Linked DNA regions of Sus scrofa: region 1 is linked to region 2. A link is a contact called in public HiChIP or PLAC-seq data. All regions are on one chromosome and are shown on one strand. Each heading gives the region's core, a stretch centred on a gene start, on an enhancer-like site or on the middle of the called end of the contact. The rest is flanking DNA. Distances are from core to core; before and after follow the strand shown. Region 1 overlaps RUNX2 (runt-related transcription factor 2). Region 2 overlaps SUPT3H (transcription initiation protein SPT3 homolog).

Region 1 (6,215 bases), core at 1,628-4,127, 310 kb before region 2:
CTAACTTCAAGTTTCATTAATATTCATTTCCTCTTTGTTCACTTACTTTGTAATCTATCAGCATTTTTTTGCAAGATAAGAAGTTGCAATAGCCAAAAAGTTTAAGAAAAATTTATATTGGAGAACACGGAACAGCTGGACTCTGCAGAAGGCAAATATCTATGGATGCAGAGTTCTAAAGTACAGAGTCTTCTTCAAAGACAAGATAAAAGACTTATGCATTAACCATGTTATTCTATATACAGCTGCACTCTGTCCTAAGGATAGCCCTTTCATATCACTAAGAAGATAACCTCGTTATTGCCTATGGCTGTTCTTGCCTACTAATCTTGTCACCCTCCTTAATCGAACTAATACTAATCTTGCACCTTCCATACAAATTTCATCACCTTCCTTAATAAAAGTCACGTGGGCTAAAGCCTAGGGCCTTTGTTCTGCAGCACGGAGAGCCCCCTGGTCCCCCACTTTCTAGTGTATGAGTCTTGCGTGTTTTGTTACACCGTGCCATCCCTCTGCCAAGATCTCCCGTTGCCCTGCAGTGCTGGTCACTGGTCGCAGCAGAGTGGTGCCCAGCGTGGGGTTGGAAGAGAAGGTCTGCCCGAGCAGAGAAAAGAGCAGGTCCGCCTCAAGCAGGAAAAGGGAAAACTACAGACAGTGGAGACGGTAGACTTGCACGCAACAGAGTCTCGACTGAGCGTGAGTAGGCAAGTAGAAACTTTAAACCAGGATCTCACGTTGCCCTGCCACGCTGGTCGCGGCAAATTTATGGGAGAATAACTTCAAATTAAGCAAATTCAGTCTGTAAACTTTCTCCCTATGAGTTGAGAAATGACCACTATTATTTAGTTAGAATGGGGTGATACTAGGGCAGGAGCATAATGTGAGAACTGCTGCTCTGTGGTGTTATTGCATACTTTTGATGGAGTGAATAACAACTCTATTATCTCTGCTATAAATACAGAAATTTCGTAGAGAGGCAAAAATGTTCTACAATATTTGCTTTGTAAAACTTGGGGAAAAGGATTTTCTTGGTCAGACTTTTTTTCATTTTATGGTCGCCACTGTGGCATATGGAAGTTCCAGGCCAGGGGATGAATCAGAGCCGCAGCTGAGGCCTACACCACAGTCACAGCAACACCAGATCTGAGCTGCACCTGTGGACCTACACCAGTGGCTTGTGGCAATGTTGGATCCTTAATGTGGTGATTGAGGCCAGGGATGGAATCTGCGTCCTCATGGATACTAGTCAGATTCATTTCTGCTGAGCCACCAGAGTTTCTGATTCTTTAAGTGTAGGGTGGGGCCCACACTTGCATTTCTAACAAGATGTATCAGATTTTAGGACCACTGCTCTAGCCCCAGGGCTGTCTTCCCTTTAACAAGCTCTTGGCTACCTCTCCCCCATCCTCACAGAGGTTCAGCTGAAATTTATCTGCTCATATCTATTTCACTCTATCATCCTCACTTTTTCATCATCCCCACTTCCCCATATTTTAGGACAAAACTGGGATCATTGGATATGAACTGCCTCAAGTTCTTATTCTCTCTTTCCCCCCACCCCCCAGTTGATCCATTTCCATGTTAAGGTTCATCCCACTTCCTGGACTCTGGATCAAAAACCCTCCCAGTTTTTCTTCCAGAATCTAATTCCATCTTTGTGTCCTAGAGATTTGGCCATGCCTCAAGGGTTCAACCTCTTTACCAACTTCTTCTCCAAAGCTTGTAAACAGCCTCAAGTCTTTGATCTTGAAAAATCTATCCTGCGACCTTGAATATTTCTCTAGTTATTGTCTTCTTCACAGACCAACTTCTTGGAAAGAATACCCCACTTTGATTCTCCAACTCCTTATCTACACCTCCTTTTTCAAGTCATTACAACCCAGTTTCTAATCCTGCCACTCTCTTGAAGCTGCTTTGCCGAAGGTCATTTCAAAGTGGCTAAATCCAATGAACTCTAATTCTCATTTTAGCATCTTTAATTTCTCTTTGAAACTCCCTGCTCTCCTGGTTTCTACGACACCACTACCACCTCAGTGTCCTTCATAGGCTCTTCCTCTCCCTCTCCTACTGAATGTAGGTGTCTAGAATCCAATCTTTGACTCACTGCCCTTTGGTCTATGCATGCTCTCTTGAGCATTTCATTGCCTCTCTTGGCTTCAGTTGTGCCCACACATCCTCATGAGAATGTTTTCAGGCCAAAGCAGGGAACAGGGCTACAGTCCACATTTAAGTGACGTGTGTGGAATGTTATTTGCTGGATGCACTTGTTCCCAAATCTAAATGTCCATCTACTTTCTTGAACTCCAGTCTTTATTCTGGCTTCTACCTCCATCATTCTCTATGAGAGTCCAGTTGGCTGCTGGTTATAGCTACTTGAAATTTTGTATGATTATCTTAAACTCAACATGACTAAACTGCCTCTCCGTTATTTGAGAAAACTTGGAATTATCCTGAGTGTCCTCTTTGCTTTATTTCCACCCTTATATCTTACCAGTTAGTTACAGGTCCTATAAATTCTACATCCTTAGAATTTCTTCCATCTGTCATCTTCTATCATTTCCTAGTCTATTGACATAGCTTGAGCCCAGATCAAGTCTTTCCTGAATTGTTAACTGCTCCAATTTTTCACCCTTCCAACCTTTCTTGTACGTTACTGCCAACTTACAAACAGGCGAATTTAATCAGGCCATTAAAAAAACCCCTCTCTTTTTCCAAGTTTTCCCCTTTTTTTAAAATTAAAGTCCAAATTCTGTAACATAATGCATAAGATTTTCTATGATCTGGCCTCAACCAAATTTCTGGCTTCCCTTCTTATACCCTGTGATTTCATCACGCTGGAAACTTCCAATTCCTTCTAACACACTGTGGCTTTGCTCATGTTACTCCCTTTGCCTAAATTATCCTTCCTCATTTTGTTCAACCATTACTCACTTTTCGAGACTGAGTTTTTGAGTCATTTTCTGAATAGTAATAATAATAATGAAAAACAAGATGTAGTAAGAGCCAGACACTTTACATACATTCTCATGCAAGCTGCACCACAAAACTTTGACGTTTGTATCATCCTTGATATAAATTCTTATGCTAATAAGTGGCACGAAGCCCACATTTTGGGGATTAATGAAGTTGTTTTAAGTATATTCTGGGGAGTTCCTGTTGTGGCTCAGTGGTCAACGAATCCAACTAGGATCCATGAGGTTGTGGGTTTGATCCCTGGCCTTGCTCAGTGGGTTAAGGATCCAGTGTTGCTGTGAGCTGTGGTGTAGGTTGCAGATGAGGCTCGGATCCCACGTTGCTGTGGCTCTGGCATAGGCCGGCGGCTACAGCTCCGATCAGACCCCTAGCCTGGGAACCTCCATATGCCTTGGGTGTGGCTATAAAAAGACAAAAAGACCAAAAAAAAAAAAAAAAAGATATTCTGGAAAGAGAAAGTATAACTTATGCCACATCTATGAAAGGCTAAAAATAAAAATAAATTAATAAATTAACTTGGTCAAATCTTTTGGTATAATTCTCTCTGATCACTAACAATTAATCTGAGCATTCTTTTTTTTTTTTTTTTTGCCACACTCAGGGCATGTGGAAGTTTCCTAGGCCAGGGATTGAACCCAAGCCAGAGGAGTGACAACACCAGGTCCCTAACCACTAGGCCACCAGGGAACTCTGATCCGAACATTCTTTAGTCAATATAGGCTTATTGCCTCTAGCTTCTGAGTGTGAACTAGGAATGGCTGGATGCATTCGCTACACTGTGGTTTATTTCACTCATGGTATTGATTAATTTTTGGCCCTGTTTCCATGTGTAATAGAAAATAAATGTATATGCATAATAGATAATAGAGGCAGTCATTCAAATAATTCACTGAATTAGATTCAGTTTTACATCTAAATATTTCAATGAGAATACTTTGGGAAACTGAATGTTTCTGTAAAATTGTCTCAACTGAATCCTCTATTTTCAGGTAGTGGAAGACAACCCCCACCCCCGCAAAAAAAAGAGAAAACAAAATTTATTGTTTTTTCTCTTTTTTAAAAAGGAGAATGTTTCGTTTTGCTCAGGTCTTCTTAAAACAAACAAACAAAATATTCCTTGACATACATTAGACAGGTCTAGATGGGACTCTATATGTGAGCAGGATTAGAAATTACATTATTATTGAAAGAGTGACACATACAAACTTTCGTTCATTTCCCTAAGAACTTACTTTTGATGGTAAAAGCATTAACGATAACAAAGCAGTACTTCACTCCTTATTTGAGATCTTGATCTCTTACACCCACCCAACCCACTCCATCCCCAGGCTTTTCCAGCTCAGTTAATGGCAAACTCATTTTTCCAGTTACTCAGAGCACTTGAGAGTCCTCCTTGATTCTTCTCTTTCTCTAGAACCCCAAATCCAATCGTCAGTTAATCAGAATGATCTTCAAACTTTATCCAGAATGCACCATATCTAAAGGCATCTCCTTTGTCAACCTGAGGACAAGTTCCTGTGACCAGACCTGTTCCCGCTTCAGGGCCTTGGCATGGGTTATTCTGTCTGGAATGCTCTTTGTTTTGATATCTCCAGCTACCTCTTTCACCTTCTTCAAGTCATCACTCAAATGCCAAGTTCTCAGTGAACCCTACCCTGTTTGCCCAATATAAATGTCACAATTCTCCCGTTCCTCCTGTGCTTTTTCTCATTCCACAGTCTCTTCCCTGTTGTATAAATTGTTTCCCCTCTAGTGCTTATGGCCTTCTAACACATTATGGAGTGTAGGTATTTATTTTGCTTATTGTCCAACTCCTCCTTCTAAAATGTACATTTGATGATGGCATAGATTTGCAGCTCCTAGACTAGTGCCAGGCACATGGGAGGCACATCATAAATAATTGTTGAATGAATGAAGTAATTAGCACCCATCACTAACATTCAACAAATTAACCTTCTTCTCATTTCTTTTCTTTGGCTGTGCCCCGGGCAGTCAGAAGTTCCTGGGTCAGGGATCAAACCCCAGCCACAGCAGTGACAATGCTGAATCCTTGACCACTAGGCCAACAGGGAACTCAGAAATTGATCTTATTTTCAAGGGGAGAAATGTAAAAGTTGTGTGTTTCCAGTACAAGAGGAATTATGTATTAGATTCTATGGGAATGAGAGCAACTAAGTTTCCATATGTCTAGAGAGTTCAGGGACCCTATGAAACCCTGATATTCTATGATTCTTCCCTTCTCATGTTGACTCTCTAAAACATGATCATTTTGTAGCAGCCAAGCACTAATTTTAAAAGATCCTGAAGTGGTAAACCTGCAATGAGAGGTTCCTAAGAGGATGGATCATGATTATAGTTCTACAAGCTGTTAAGTATTGCAATTCTTTTTTCATCACTGTGTGGTTCTTCCTACTTTGGAATATATGAATATAATTGGATGGTATGGGAAGCCAATTTGATTACGCTTTGAATAATTGTGCGACCCACCCTCCCTCCAGTATATCAATAAATTTGATTAATAGATATCGTCCCAGGCTGGTCTTGCTTTTAAAATGCATTAGATTAGCTCAACATCCAAGTTGGCTTAAAGCAAGAGCCCTGCATATTCATGTAATTTTTGCTGGCATCAATATGAATGCTGAAATCATTCTGCATACCTTTGGGATCCATCCTTTTTTGGTCATTCCTGCTTTAAAGAAGAATAGAATTTTACGGCTACAAGACTTTACTTCATTTGGTTTGACTGCCTCCTTTTACAGATATGGAAACTGGGGCTCCATGATGTTCTGATCACCTCACTTTACAGTTATGAAAACTGAGGGCCCATGATACAGAAAGACTTGCCCAGCTACCAGAGAGCTTAATAATCTGTTAGAACGCTAAAAACAAAACAAGGCACCTTTGAGAATGAAACTGAAAAAGAGATCTTAATATCAGTTCTTAATTAACTGAATATTGCAAGAGTTGCAATATGCAATTCTAAACAATATGTAGTTCTACTCCTTTTATTTCCTTGGTGACTATGTAAATATTCGAATAGCAAAGATAGTACAGGATAAAATAATTGATAAACAGGAAAAGAAAAAGCTTCTACAAACATCCTACTAAATAAGTCATAGATCACAAAAGAATAAGTGGCAGGTCACCTGGAGTGAACTGTCCCAATGGCATCTACATGAGAAAGAACCACTTTATCATAGAGATGGTTTCACATTAGGTGTGGCTTCTGCTGCTATTTGGAG
Region 2 (6,655 bases), core at 485-2,984:
ATTCAGTTGTCCACCCACCCAAATCAAACAAAATGAAAAAAGAATAATTTCAGTTTAAAAAATATCAGAATATCCATAGACGTCAGAAGTGGTACTTATGTATTCCACCAACCGTGATAAAGAAAACTTGCTGAGAATCCTTCCGAAGCAGAAAAAAATGTTAAATCTCAGGGAATTTTTTTCCTTTACTGGCCAGAAACTCATTCCAAGAAGTACCAGCCTGTCTCATTTCAAAACGCTTCCCTTGCCAAGGAAGCGGAAGCGGTCATATTCTTTCCCACCAAACTCTGGGTGAATTATAATTATCCTACCTCTTGTGGGACAATGAAGCAGCAAACATCTGCCATACTGAATCAGAAACCAGCGGACGAAACTGTACCAAACTGTGAATCATACCTGGACTCAGATCAAAGGATTTGTGTTGTGTTTACCTTTTTCTTTATTTTCTCTGCAATTTAAAATAGGGATTTGTTAGCTCTGGCTCCGTGTTCTAACTGAGGGGAAATATATGGATTCCATTCGGTGACTCCTGTTTTAACATTGAAAAATCCCAGCTTTAAGGCAGAAGGACAATAAGAGTTAATAACAGATCTTCTGTTTGATCTGTCTCCTCAGAGTTTTTCTTTTAGAAGGTGCTAGAGTTAAAGAAAATTTAGAAGTGCACAATCTAAGAAATGAGGTCCTTTAGGGTTTTTTTCCTTCCACTGTGATCAAAGTAACAGAGGAATGGAAAATGATTTTTTTAAACTTTATTTCCAAAAGAAATAAGCTTCAGAACTACTGTTAACTTATCATAATTTAATGTATTATGGTATTTATGGTGGTACTAAACTGTTCACCTAGAGTGAGGAAAGGAAATGGAATTTTAGTTCTGAGTTTTAGCTGTGAAAATATATAATAGTCCAATTACTTGAAAGATTTTTGTCTGTCTTTTTATTTTTATCAGAGAGCAGAAAGACAAACTCGAATTATGGATTCAGCTCAATATGCAGAATTTTGTGAAAGCCGACAATTAAGTTTCTGTAAGTAAGCATTTGACTTTGCTTCATTATATGTTTAAGAGATTATGTGTTACAGATACACTAAAGTATTACATTACCTCTGTTTCTTAGAAATTGGTGGATTTAATACAAACATACATAGTTATAAATGTTATGGAAACAAGCTCAGCATTGTAGGGGAGCCCATTAAAGGTTTTACCCCACTCTGCTGTTTTGCAGTTAATAGTATTAAGAGGTTTTTAAAGTTGCTGCTTAGTACACAGAGCCGTGTTAGTTATTCACATTACTTTTAGTCAGAAAATTTCCTTTTTTCTTAATATTCCCATTTAAATTTCTCTCTCAGTCTCTTAGTCATATTTACACTAGTATTGCTGATTGTACTTGACCCCAAATGGACTCTAGTAGTACAGTCATGACATTTAAAAGCCCCCAATGCTAATAAATACCAACTTCTTGTTTATGCATACTCATATCACCACAAAAGAACATTTTGACAGGCTCTTCCATCTTTATCTGTAACCTCCTGCTGTGAGCGGCATGGGTTCCTTGTCAGCCAAATTCATAGTCCATGCTCTGGTACCTAGTAATAAAATTAGTACTATTCCACCCCTGCACACAGGCTTACTAAAAGTACATAAAGGCTCGTGATAAATAGTGGTCTAGATTGTGTAGCAAAACACCCTTGCAACAACCATTCAGTGATGACTAAGACTCTCAGGGTAAAGGTCAAAGAGTAAGTGTAATGAAAAGTCCAGTTAAAAATATGACAAAGTAGCACATGACCCTAGTCTGAGGGATTAGAGACACAATAGTGTCTTTAAACGAAAAGCTATTATGTGGTCACAGTAACAACGTATTTGATTTGGAAAAAGAAAATGAGAGCTTCATTTATAGATCATAAAGTGCAAATAAATGACACATTTCAAATAGTGCCCCATGTAAATGTCAGTAAAATATAGGAAAACATGTTTTGGAAGATTCTTTGCCTGACTAAATATACTCTGCAGTCTGACTAACAATTTGGCATCATACATCTGTGAAGCATTAAGTAAATGACACTTCAGATCATGGCAATTTCAGCAAATGAGAGGGTTTTGTATTGTAATTTTTAGGTTTAAAAATGGCATTCAAGTCTTTTATAAGTCTAAATCTCCATTTTATAAAGTAACTTTTAGTGCTATTGAACTATTTCTTAAAATCATATTTTAAATTTAATTTACTTAAAGGGACAGAATTGCTGTTTCACACTAAAACATGTAGTCACTAAAGTGTCCCAATACACATTTGGTTTGAAAATCTAATTTTTCATAACTCGGTTTTTTTGGTTTGTAACTCAGTAATAAACTATAGAAAATTAAACATTAATACTTTTCATTTCTGTATAAAAGAATTGCAGTATAAAGAGTATATTATGCTTCCTTTGTTTCCTTTAAAGAAGAGGATTTGGGCATTTAAAAAAATCTCCTTATGCGGTGCCCACAAGTGCTTCATCATGAAATCTGAGTGGGAGAATCTGTTTTCTCTGCCACAGTATCGTCATTGAGAATGCTCAACTAAAGGGGATCAGCAATTCCACAACTCATAACCACGCTGGTCTAAGGGTTAGACTCTTCACTCCTTTCATGATAGATTACCAGAATGTTGGAATTGTGATCCAGCCATATGTGTCTTCTTAAATATTTGATCATAGCTGAGACTCATCAGTTGAGACTACTGGTGCATTTTAAAATAACAAGTCTATAATTTTATAGGCAGAGGGCAAGTTATACAACCAGGACACTGATCAGATTCACTAGTGTTTTGTTTTTATGTTTATATAAGTCAATAGTCCTCTCCCTTAACGTCTTTTAAAATCTGATATTAATTCACAAAGTTTTAATTTAGTTAAAATTTGGTAAATCTTTTTCAATACTTTTCTTTCAACCTTTTGTTTTCTCTTTGGACTTTGTAAACAATTTTCTTTTTAGTTGCTCTGAGAGTCTCTTTGTATTTTTGTTGATAAGTTTAATACATTTGTGTTTATATACACTCTCTTATTTTGTGTTTTAAATTTACTGCCCTTTTTTATTTGTGTTTCCTCCTTTACTTTTTTCTGTTGGATTGATTGGGTTGTCTTCAGTCCATTTTCCTCAATCAGTTGTATGTTATGTATTTCTATTGCTGTTATTTCTGTCGCTATCCTTAATCTTTGTATAGTACATCCCTGACTTAAAATTTTTAGGTTGATAAGTACAGGCATACCTCGTTTTATTGTACTTTGCTTTACTGTGCTTCACAAATACTATGTGTTTTACAAATTGGAGGTTTGTGGCAACCTTACATCAAGCAAGTCTATTGGTGCAATTTTCCAAACAGGATTAGTTTTTAATTAAGCTATCTATGTACATTGTTTTTTTACTCATAATGTTATTGCACACTTAATAGACTGCACTGTAGTGTAAACATGACTTTTATATGCACCGGGAAACCAAAAAATTTGTGACTCGCTTTATTGCAATATTTGATTTATTGCAGTGGTCTGGAACCAAACCCACAATATCTCCGAGGCATGCCTGTATCTAAACTTTCCTTCTCGACCTAATTTTGTTTTCCCCAAGGCTCTGTAAGTGTTTAAAGCACTCATTTTCGTCTTAAAAATGGCTTTATTTTGCCCTCACACTTTAATGATAGTTTAGTTAAGTAGGAAATTGTAGGCTAATAGTTATTAGTTAAAACATGATTCCATTGTCTTTTAGCCTCTGTTGTTGGTTAGAAATCTGCTTGTTTTGTGTTTCCCCTGTGGGAGAAAGGAAGAGAATGAAGCTCTTGCCTCCAGGGCCTCAGTTATATGGGGAAGTGAACAGGCTGGCAGTTGGTAGCTGATAAATAAATATGCAGAAAAGGAAAGAAAGAAGGAACTTCTATAAAAGTTGCCAGGGAAAACCATGCCCTCTGAGGAAGGCTATTTTCAATTAACCCAAAGAACGGTGATTTTGAAGAGACTGGAGTCACAGAAGACTTTCTTCAGAGTGGAGTGATCTTGACAGAGGGCCCCGAGGGAAGGATCAGGAATGGAAGGGCCAGTGAGAAGGTAGAAATTACGAAACAGTGTACAGGGATGAGAAAATGGAATAGTGAGAGAACCTTGAATCTCATCTCCTGATCACTGATGGGGAAGATCAAGTGTTTGAGAATTAACTAACCTTAAATTTCCATATGAAATGATTACATAAAGTTGTTTTCTTTCCAGAACAGGCTGAAATCCCAGGTAGTGTCAGAAAGAGGATAATCCTAGGAACTTTTGACCTTGGGAAGGTTCTCTTTAAATTGTCGCTCAATTTCTGGGATTACCCTTTCTCCGGATAAACTGAGAAGAGCGGTGAAGGCCAAGGAACTCATTCAGCCTCATGCCCCCTCACCTCTGGATGAAAACAAACTAAAATGATTAGGGGTATCTGTGCATCTTTTGTTGGAAGCAGCAATACCCTACAGAGATCCATCTCTGAAGCAGCCCTTCTCCAGGTGATAGGGAGGGAACGAGCTCAAAGAATCCTCACCTGTTGCCAGAATAGCAGTAACCCAAGTGCTTTTGAGGGGCCTCCCTCTCTGCATCTTTTGTGATGGCTAGACAAGTTTGGACCCTACCCTTTTATTAAAGAAATATCTTTCATTCGTTTGTTCATTCATTCACTCATTCATTTCTTCTAGAAATCTCTATTGAGTGTGCCAATGCCAGGTGCTGTGCTAGGTGCTAGAAGACCCCAGAGGCACTCAGTCCTGCCTCTGCCCTCACAGTGCCTGACATCTAGTTAGGAGGCTGCCAGTTCTGTTGCTTAGGTGGACAGATCCTGACAGAACACTGACAACTTTCCTCCCCCTCACTTTTGAAATAAAGTTTTTTAGAACATGGTCACAAAATATCTGTTTCCGTGTTAACTGTCAAAGGAAGACGTGAATAAGGTACATTTTATTGATCTCGCCAAATTGCTGCCTGTTAGCTTGAACTTCAGAAGTATTCCACAGATGTTAAACAAGTGTTTGTGAGCTAGTGCAGCTTGCTAGGTAGATGGAATGTTGCATGTCAGAGAGCATTTGGAAGATCGGTTACTTTAGGGAGGTAGCTTTAAGGGGGATTATCATAATTCTGCCTCGGTTGACAGCTTTGGATATGCGCTTCGCTAGCAGGACTTAATGTCTTCTGTGATTTATTTCACAGAAACTCTTCTGTATGTGGAATCCATGAAGACTGTATCTATAAGGATCAAAACATCATGCTTTGAGTTACTGTTAAGTGCTTTATAGACCTGTGGGACCAGATTAATCAAAAGAAGAATCAGTGGATTTTTCAAGATTATTATGTTATAGATACGAAAAAAAAAAATCTTCACTATCAATCTTTTCCTTCTGGGTTACTAGTTAAATTAGTAATACCTAATGAAGGCCCTGTGTTGAGTTAGACTCCTCTTAGCACTGGTTTAGAGATCTTTAATGGAAGGTTCCATTAGTACTGTCAGGTGTACAGAGAGACATGATGCATGCTGTCGGCCCATAAAAAATTTATAATATGCCTTGAGGAGTTCCCGTCGTGGCGCAGTGGTTAACGAATCTGACTAGGAACCTTGAGGTTGCAGGTTCGGTCCCTGCCCTTGCTCAGTGGGTTAACGATCTGGCGTTGCCGTGAGCTGTGGTGTAGGTTGCAGACGTGGCTCAGATCCCGCGTTGCTGTGGCTCTGGCGTAGGCTGGTGGCTACGGCTCCGATTAGACCCCTAGCCTGGGAACTTCCATATGCCACAAGAGCGGCCCAAGAAATAGCAAAAAAAGACAAAAAAAAAAAAAATATATATATATATATATGCCTTGAGAAACTTTAAGCAGACGTGAAAGGATCTCTAATGATACAAGTGTTCAGTAAATGACCAGAGTGGAGAAGTATGCCTTTGGCTTGTTTGGGCAGGATTGATAATGAATGAAAAAGAGTGTAGCTGAATACCCCATGGAGGGGAGGAAGCAGGGGTGAACACACAGAAGGTTATACTCGACCCAGATGATGTTTTAATAGGGAGTGATATGACGGTAGATTGGAATCAGTCTGGATGGTTTTGAGACTCAGGCTTAAGAATTTGAACATCCTCAAATCATCAAAATGTAACTACAGACTCTGATCAGGCCAGGTATCAGTTTATTCTATTTAATGATACTTGCACAACCTTTTTTTTTTTTCAGTTATAGACACATTTTAAAAGGTATTAAAAAAACAGCTTCTGTATGTTCCTTTTTTCATTGGGGATTCTTTCTTACAGAACTTTCTTTCCACAAGAATGAATTAAAGTTACATCATGCAAGTAATTCCTCTGATTATTGTTATAATGTAAACTCTGGCCAATGATAAGTTATTCTGACACATTGTAAGACGTGGTTTAGGCTACTGTGTTATGTAGCATAGATACTAGATAAAAGACGCAGATATAGAAGGGGTTTCTTGGGACTAGAATATCTAGACACTAATAATGCTGTATTATATGCATTGTTTTTCATATGCAGTTGTCAATAGATGCATTTTTCATTTTGTGATGCTAATATGCAGTATTAGAATACTTCAAAAACTGAATTTTTATTATTTTTTTTAATGGCCAGCCAAAAAAGCCTCTAAATTTCGAGACTGGTTGGACTGCAG

What was found. HiChIP or PLAC-seq counts read pairs in DNA pulled down with a chosen protein or histone mark.
Region 1: an H3K27ac HiChIP or PLAC-seq map of alveolar macrophages shows a contact between it and region 2. The contact joins two enhancer-like sites. A contact is called at or near these places in 1 of 5 promoter capture datasets (fetal liver) and 1 of 2 datasets of contacts at active chromatin or transcription factors (alveolar macrophages).

The regions. Positions count from the first base shown.
Region 1 is chr7:40,163,298-40,169,512 of Sscrofa11.1, reverse strand. The region is part of intron 2 of RUNX2 (runt-related transcription factor 2); the gene reads right to left. Among named protein-coding and RNA genes, the nearest start is that of SUPT3H, 5.3 kb to the right of the region's middle. Within about 2 kb of position 2,877, at least 1 of the 83 cell types and tissues checked has an H3K27ac peak or open chromatin away from gene starts, as enhancers often do. A contact at or near this core is called in alveolar macrophages, where this site is marked.
Region 2 is chr7:39,848,965-39,855,619 of Sscrofa11.1, reverse strand. It overlaps SUPT3H (transcription initiation protein SPT3 homolog), which reads left to right. Exons shown (of 12, transcript XM_021099857.1): 7 at 947-1,022; 8 at 6,616-6,655. Among named protein-coding and RNA genes, the nearest start is that of RUNX2, 250 kb to the left of the region's middle. Within about 2 kb of position 1,734, at least 1 of the 83 cell types and tissues checked has an H3K27ac peak or open chromatin away from gene starts, as enhancers often do. A contact at or near this core is called in alveolar macrophages, where this site is marked.